2 separate regions of the Canis lupus genome follow, and region 1 is linked to region 2. A link is a contact called in public Hi-C data. All regions are on one chromosome and are shown on one strand. Each heading gives the region's core, a stretch centred on a gene start, on an enhancer-like site or on the middle of the called end of the contact. The rest is flanking DNA. Distances are from core to core; before and after follow the strand shown.

Region 1 (3,017 bases), core at 375-2,874, 98 kb before region 2:
TACTTCAGAACACTTTCAGGAACTTGACAAACAGATTTTTAAAACCTAGAAATGAATGTATCACTCTGAACTAGACAGATGTCCCAAAGCACCCCAGGGTGTAAAACAGTGAATTAGTAAGAAGTTCATGCTTTATAGATCAGTTGGGGTGCCTCTAATCCTCCTGTGAGTCTGTAGGCTGAGAATGCACGGCAATGATTGGGTCAGGATTTCAACTCTTTATTGGAATTACCAGTTGACTTTAAGTTAAGAGAAAAGTGTACAAAGGTTTCTGTGTTGTTGGAGAACACAGAAGTCCCGGATAACCATTGCCTTTATTAGAAAAAGAAATATTGTTCACTATGCACGTTAAAACTTAATGGCAATCACTACATAAATACATAAATTTTTATATACAAAAATATCATCTATCTATATAAATATATCTATATCTACATACAAATATTTATCTATGTATAAATAAAATCTATTCTGGACAAATTAGCAGAGAGAAAAATGGGAAGATTAAAAAAGCTTTGCTAATCTAATGGAAGATAGGAAAGAAGATCAAAGAGGCAAATAAAAAGCAAAGTAAGCAGAAACACAAATTAAAAGACAGAAATAAGTCCAAACATATAAAGTAACCATAATAAATGTAAATGGATAAAACTTACCTATTAAAAGACACTATCAGATTGGACTTTTACAAAGGCCAGCGACATACTGTTTACAAGAATGCTGCCTAAGACAAGATGACACAGAAAAGTTGAAAATAAGGGATTGGAAAGGGAAGAGGCAAACACATATTCACCAACAGAAAACTGGGTTGGAAAGTTAATCAGATGAAATAGGACCTAAGGGGAAGGTTAATGGGATGAAAACTCCACCACTATAAAGACATGTATTATACGCATCCAACAACACAGTCTTAAAACTGTAAATCAAAGGTTGTTCTGAGTTCCAGAAGAGACTGACACACTTAACACCCATCGTAGGAGACTTAAAACCCTTTTCTCAGAAATTACAGACCAAGCAGACCAAAATGGTGAGGATATACAAGATTCGAGCAACAAAATAAGGAAATACATGGAACCTTGCACACAAGAGATCAAACAAATTTTCTGATCACATGAGCCACACTTTTTAAAAAAATGGTCACGTGCTAACTAGTCACAAAGGAAATATCATTAAGTTATAAAATGGATAACTCAGAGCTAACATTCTCTGGCCATCATAAACTAAACCAGAAATCAAAAATAAAACAAACGGTCAGGCCTCCCTCAACTACTCTTTACATCGGAAAACTAAAACCACACTCCTAAATTACCAGTTGGTGGTTGTGTGATTTTTTTTTTTTTTCTTCTGTGTGTGGCCTAGTTGCTATGGGACCAGGTTAATTTACATGACATTGTCAGGGGCTATCACCAGAAACAGGAAACTCCCTAAGCCATGATAGCTTCATTATTTTGTGCTTTGAACTAAATTCTAAACCAAGGAGAAGGTGAAGTATCTGAGCCCCAGAAGAAAAGAGGGATGTGCCTGGGTTAATTATGACCCAGTGGTGTAACACTAGAAGCTGCTACTGGCACGTTCCCCAGGCTGTGCCCTGTTCACCACTCTATATACCTATCTCTTTCTGCTCACCAACGCAGGCTGGATAAGGAGACTGCCCTGGAGGTGCCATTGGCACCTGGGAAAAGGTGCTATTCACTAGACGTGGCATCTTACAAACGAATGGTGTCCTGGCATCGAGCAAACACTGCAGGTAACAGTTTGTAGGGGGTCTCCTGGTTGTTCTTTTACAGGGCCAAGCACTTCTGAAAAATGACCAGGGAAGGCTGCATAGGAGACACACAGGAAAAATACAGGTTCATTTATCCTGTGGGGAGGAAGCACTTCCCCCAAGGAATCCCTCAAAACAAAAACAAAACCAGACAGATGGTCCTTCCCCTGGACTGTGCTGCTGCCGACCCAATTCAATTCCAGGGCTGGTTGACTCATGAGACAAATATTAAAAGGAAAAACACCAAACGCTGGAAGAGGGATAGGATGCAGGGTCAGGGTGATGCGGACCAAATCGAATCAATGACAGGTCTGTAAGTTCTGTGGGTGGGTGGGAGTGGGAGGCAGAAAAATAGCAGATAAAAGAGAGGGGACATAGCTCTTCTGCTTGTGCCTGGCACACCTGCGGTAGTTAAAAGAGCCCAGGTGGTTTCCGGGCTCACAAACATTACAAGCCACAGAGCAGGGGCAACCTCACCACCTCTGGGCCTCTTGGCTGGTCCCTCGTGGCGGCAAACACCACCACCATCACCATGCCCCCCACCCTTTCAAAGAGTGGCTGAGGCAAAGGTTTGTCATCAGGGCAGAAGAATTTGGAAAGCACTGCCTCCTTAATCACACTGGTAACCCGACTCCTATGTACTTGGAGATGGTGCCACCACCACGATGACGCCCAGAGCTGACAGTGCGGCAGGTCCCCGAGCCAGGGTGTCATTGTGACCTTACTAATGTGGAGGGATCGGTACCCTCCTGATGAAGGTGGGCGCTTGCTTACGAGGGGGTAAAGTATGGGCTGGGGGCAGCCACTTGCGGAGCTGGGCAGGAACCACCAACACAACACAAGCGAAGCCGAATGCACCTCTGGAGAAGGCTCAGGGATTTGAAGAAATAAATCCTGGGGGAGAGAAGCAAAGCATTGGGGACACTAATCAACAAACAAAACACAGGGTCAATACGAAACCAAACGTTAGACCACTGTCTTCATTTATTGCCCCCCAGGTCCCATGCTGCCCCAGACCCATCTATTCCGCACGTGTCTGCGGCACTGTTTTCTAGAGGGCCTGGCTCTGTGCAAAAGCACAGGGCAGGTCCTACACAAGCTGCAGGAGGTCCTCGACCACAGGAAGCCACTAATTGCTAAGATGCCACATCAACTGAAAAGCACCTTTCTCCAGAGGAGGGAAAAAGATACAGGCCATAGTAAATGTGCGTATGAGGGAAGAAGGGCTTTGACTTAAAAAAAAAAAAAAAAAAAG
Region 2 (2,700 bases), core at 82-2,581:
GTGGCCAAACAGAAAGTGGGCCGAATGTGACTTGCTGCAAAGATCTGCCATGTACAATGGTTTTGGGGGGAGAGTGGAGAAGTAGCTGCCAGAATGACTGACCATGTGGGGCTCATTAAACTGTTGTATATTTACCCACAAGGAAGGCTGGGATGCAGGTGAAGGGAGCTCTGCTCCTCATTTCAAAGATTTCAAGCCACCACCACCCCCCCCCCAGCACCACCATTTGGCAGTGATGCTCCAAAGGTAAATGGCAGATAGGCATCAGGAGGTCCAAAGGTGGACTCCACTTAAGTGCTGTAAACTTCTGCCTTCCACAGTCTCCCCCCTACCCCCCCAGTTGTATTTATACTTTGAAAGAAGTTAACATGAGGCAGTAGTCACCTGGGCGTGCTCGGTTTTTGACAAGGCTTAGTCACTCTGTACCCAGCAGAACAATTCACATTATAGTCGAAATCCTGTGAAGACTCTGCCACACATGCTAACACTAAAATACCAGTAGCTCCACTTACCTTCTTTATTAAGCCTCATAACCTCCCTGCTTTTTCCACCCTCTTTTCCAGCCTCTTCTAAATCTACATCTGCAGATGAAAAAGAAAAGGAGAAAAGAAAATGAGGAGAAAAAAAAAAAAAAAAGATCAAAAAGGGGGGGAAAAGCCAAAGTCAAGGAGGGTGGGGGGGAGGGAGAGTGTTTATTTGCAAACAGATCGATAGAAATACTGTACATGAAAATCTCTCAAAAATTGACAATGCAACATTTTCTCCCAAGTCCGGATTGCCATCTACCTGGCCCAGATAGGTACCAAAAAACTATGCAAGCAGCAACAGAGTAGCCTTTTAAACAGATCCACCGTGGGGCTGTGAAAGCCCACCCCGCTGGCTGCCACGGGGAGCCCGGCACAGACAGACAGACAGACAGCCAGCCAGCCCCGGCAGCAGGGCCTCTCTCTGTGCATTGATGATCTGTCTCTGTGTGTATTTATTTAGGGAGAGAGGGAGAAGCATGGACGACACCGGGGGCCACTCTCTCTCTCACACACACACTTTTTCCCAGTGGCTCTAGGTGAATGGAAAGGTTACAGGATAATAAAAGGAGGAGGAGGCGGTGGGGTTCTTACTGTCGGAGCAGTGTAATTTGGCGGCGTCGATCCAGGAGGACCAGGGCTTGCCCAGAAACGCCTCCGGACTGGGCACTTTGCGATCCAGTGTCGCCATTGCTCTTCCTTCTTGTTGCTTTTTCCCTGTTCCTTCGGCAGCAGCAGCCGAGAGACACGGGATTCGAGAACGCTCCGACGTCATCTTCGGAACGTTCCGACATTGAGTGCTCTGAAAGGGGGAGGGCGGGAGGGAGGAGGAGGGGAGGGCGGCAGGGGGGCGGGGGGAGGAGCCCGAGCCCGAGCCCGAGCCGGAGCCGGAGCCCGAGCCCGAGCCCGAGCCCGAGCCCGAGCCCGAGCCCGAGCCGGAGCCCGAGCAGGCGCTGGGGGCGCGGCCGCGGGGGGCAGCAGAGAGGCGCCTGCAGCTCGCCGCCCGCCCGCCCGCCGGGGAGGGAGGGGAGGGGAGGGGAGGGGAGGGGAGGGAGGGACCGCGCGCCCGGGGAGGGGAGGGGAGGGCCGTCTCCGGAGGAGGGGAGGGGCTGCCGGGGGAGGGGAGGGGCCGCCAGGGAGGGGCGGGGGCAGCCGGGGAGGGGCGGGGCGGGGCCGCCGGGGGAGGGGCGGGGCGGGGCCCGCCGGGGGAGGGGCGGGGCGGGGCCGCCGGGGGAGGGGAGGGGCGGGGCGGGGCCGCCGGGAGGGGAGGGGCGGGGCGGCGCGCCAGGCCCCGGCGGCGGCGGTGCGCGCGGGCGCGGGGATGCTGCGCCCGGTCACCGCCGGCACCGCCTTCTCGCGCGCCCGGAGGCCCGAGCCGGGGTCGGAGGGGCCGCGGCGCGCAGACCGAGCGGGGCGGGGGCGGGGGCGGGGGCGGGGGCGGGGGCCGGCCGGGGAGAGGCACGACCCCGCCGAGCGGCCTCCAGACGACGGAAAGTTTCCGCACGCCGCCCTTGCGGCGCCCTGCCCTCGCCGGCTCGCTGTGGTCCACGGTGAGGCGCCCCCGCGGAGACCCCCGCCGCCGCGGTCCGCTGGGTGTACGGGTGGGCGGGGAGCCGGACGGGCTCTCCCCCTCCGAGCATCCGCCTCCCCCGCTCCTGCAGCCCGGGGCGTGTGGGGGGTGGAGGGGAGCCGGACAGGTTAGCCCCAAGAGCATCCCAAGCCGGGAGGCGACCCTGGTGGTGACCAGCTCCCGGCTCTCCTCCCACTCCCTTCACCCTTTCTTTCCTGTCACGGTGGACCTGGGGACCGTGGGGGGGGGGGGGTCCGCGGATGCCTTTGGGAGCTGAGACCAATGGGTGGATGGAAGTGGTGCTTAAAAGAAAAAGAAGCAGGCGAGTCAGGGGCCATCTCAGGCGGCGGGACCTTGCAAAGCCCAAAACTCAGGGTCGCGGTGTCCCCGGACGCGCGGCGCGCGGTGCGTGTCTCGGGTTCTGCGGGAACCACGGCGCAGCCCCTGCTCCAGGGCCACGGTGGCGGGAGGGCACCCTCAGCGCTCGGAGCGGGCTGCTTGCTGGGCCCAGCCCTGGAGCAGTTTCCAGCGCTCCCTGCCGTGATTCCAGGGTGGCTCCATCAGCGACCTGCGCCTGCAACCTCCGGCCGGGAATCTGACTCCCGG

The links. Hi-C and Micro-C count contacts between places; a contact is called where the count stands out from the background.
Region 1: a contact with region 2 is called in a Hi-C map of blood, with 1.8 times the contacts expected there. The contact joins the enhancer-like site here to the promoter of ATXN7L1 in region 2. A contact is called at or near these places in 2 of 9 Hi-C or Micro-C datasets (amygdala and blood).

Annotation. Positions count from the first base shown.
Region 1 is chr18:14,963,763-14,966,779 of UU_Cfam_GSD_1.0, reverse strand. The region is part of intron 3 of ATXN7L1 (ataxin-7-like protein 1); the gene reads right to left. Among named protein-coding and RNA genes, the nearest start is that of ATXN7L1, 98 kb to the right of the region's middle. Within about 2 kb of position 1,624, at least 4 of the 20 cell types and tissues checked have an H3K27ac peak or open chromatin away from gene starts, as enhancers often do. A contact at or near this core is called in blood, where this site is marked.
Region 2 is chr18:14,865,769-14,868,468 of UU_Cfam_GSD_1.0, reverse strand. ATXN7L1 (ataxin-7-like protein 1) reads right to left here and starts at 1,331. Exons shown (of 14, transcript XR_005373183.1): 1 at 1,119-1,331; 2 at 513-581. LOC102151464 (a long non-coding RNA gene) reads left to right here and starts at 1,956. Exons shown (of 3, transcript XR_005372914.1): 1 at 1,956-2,074.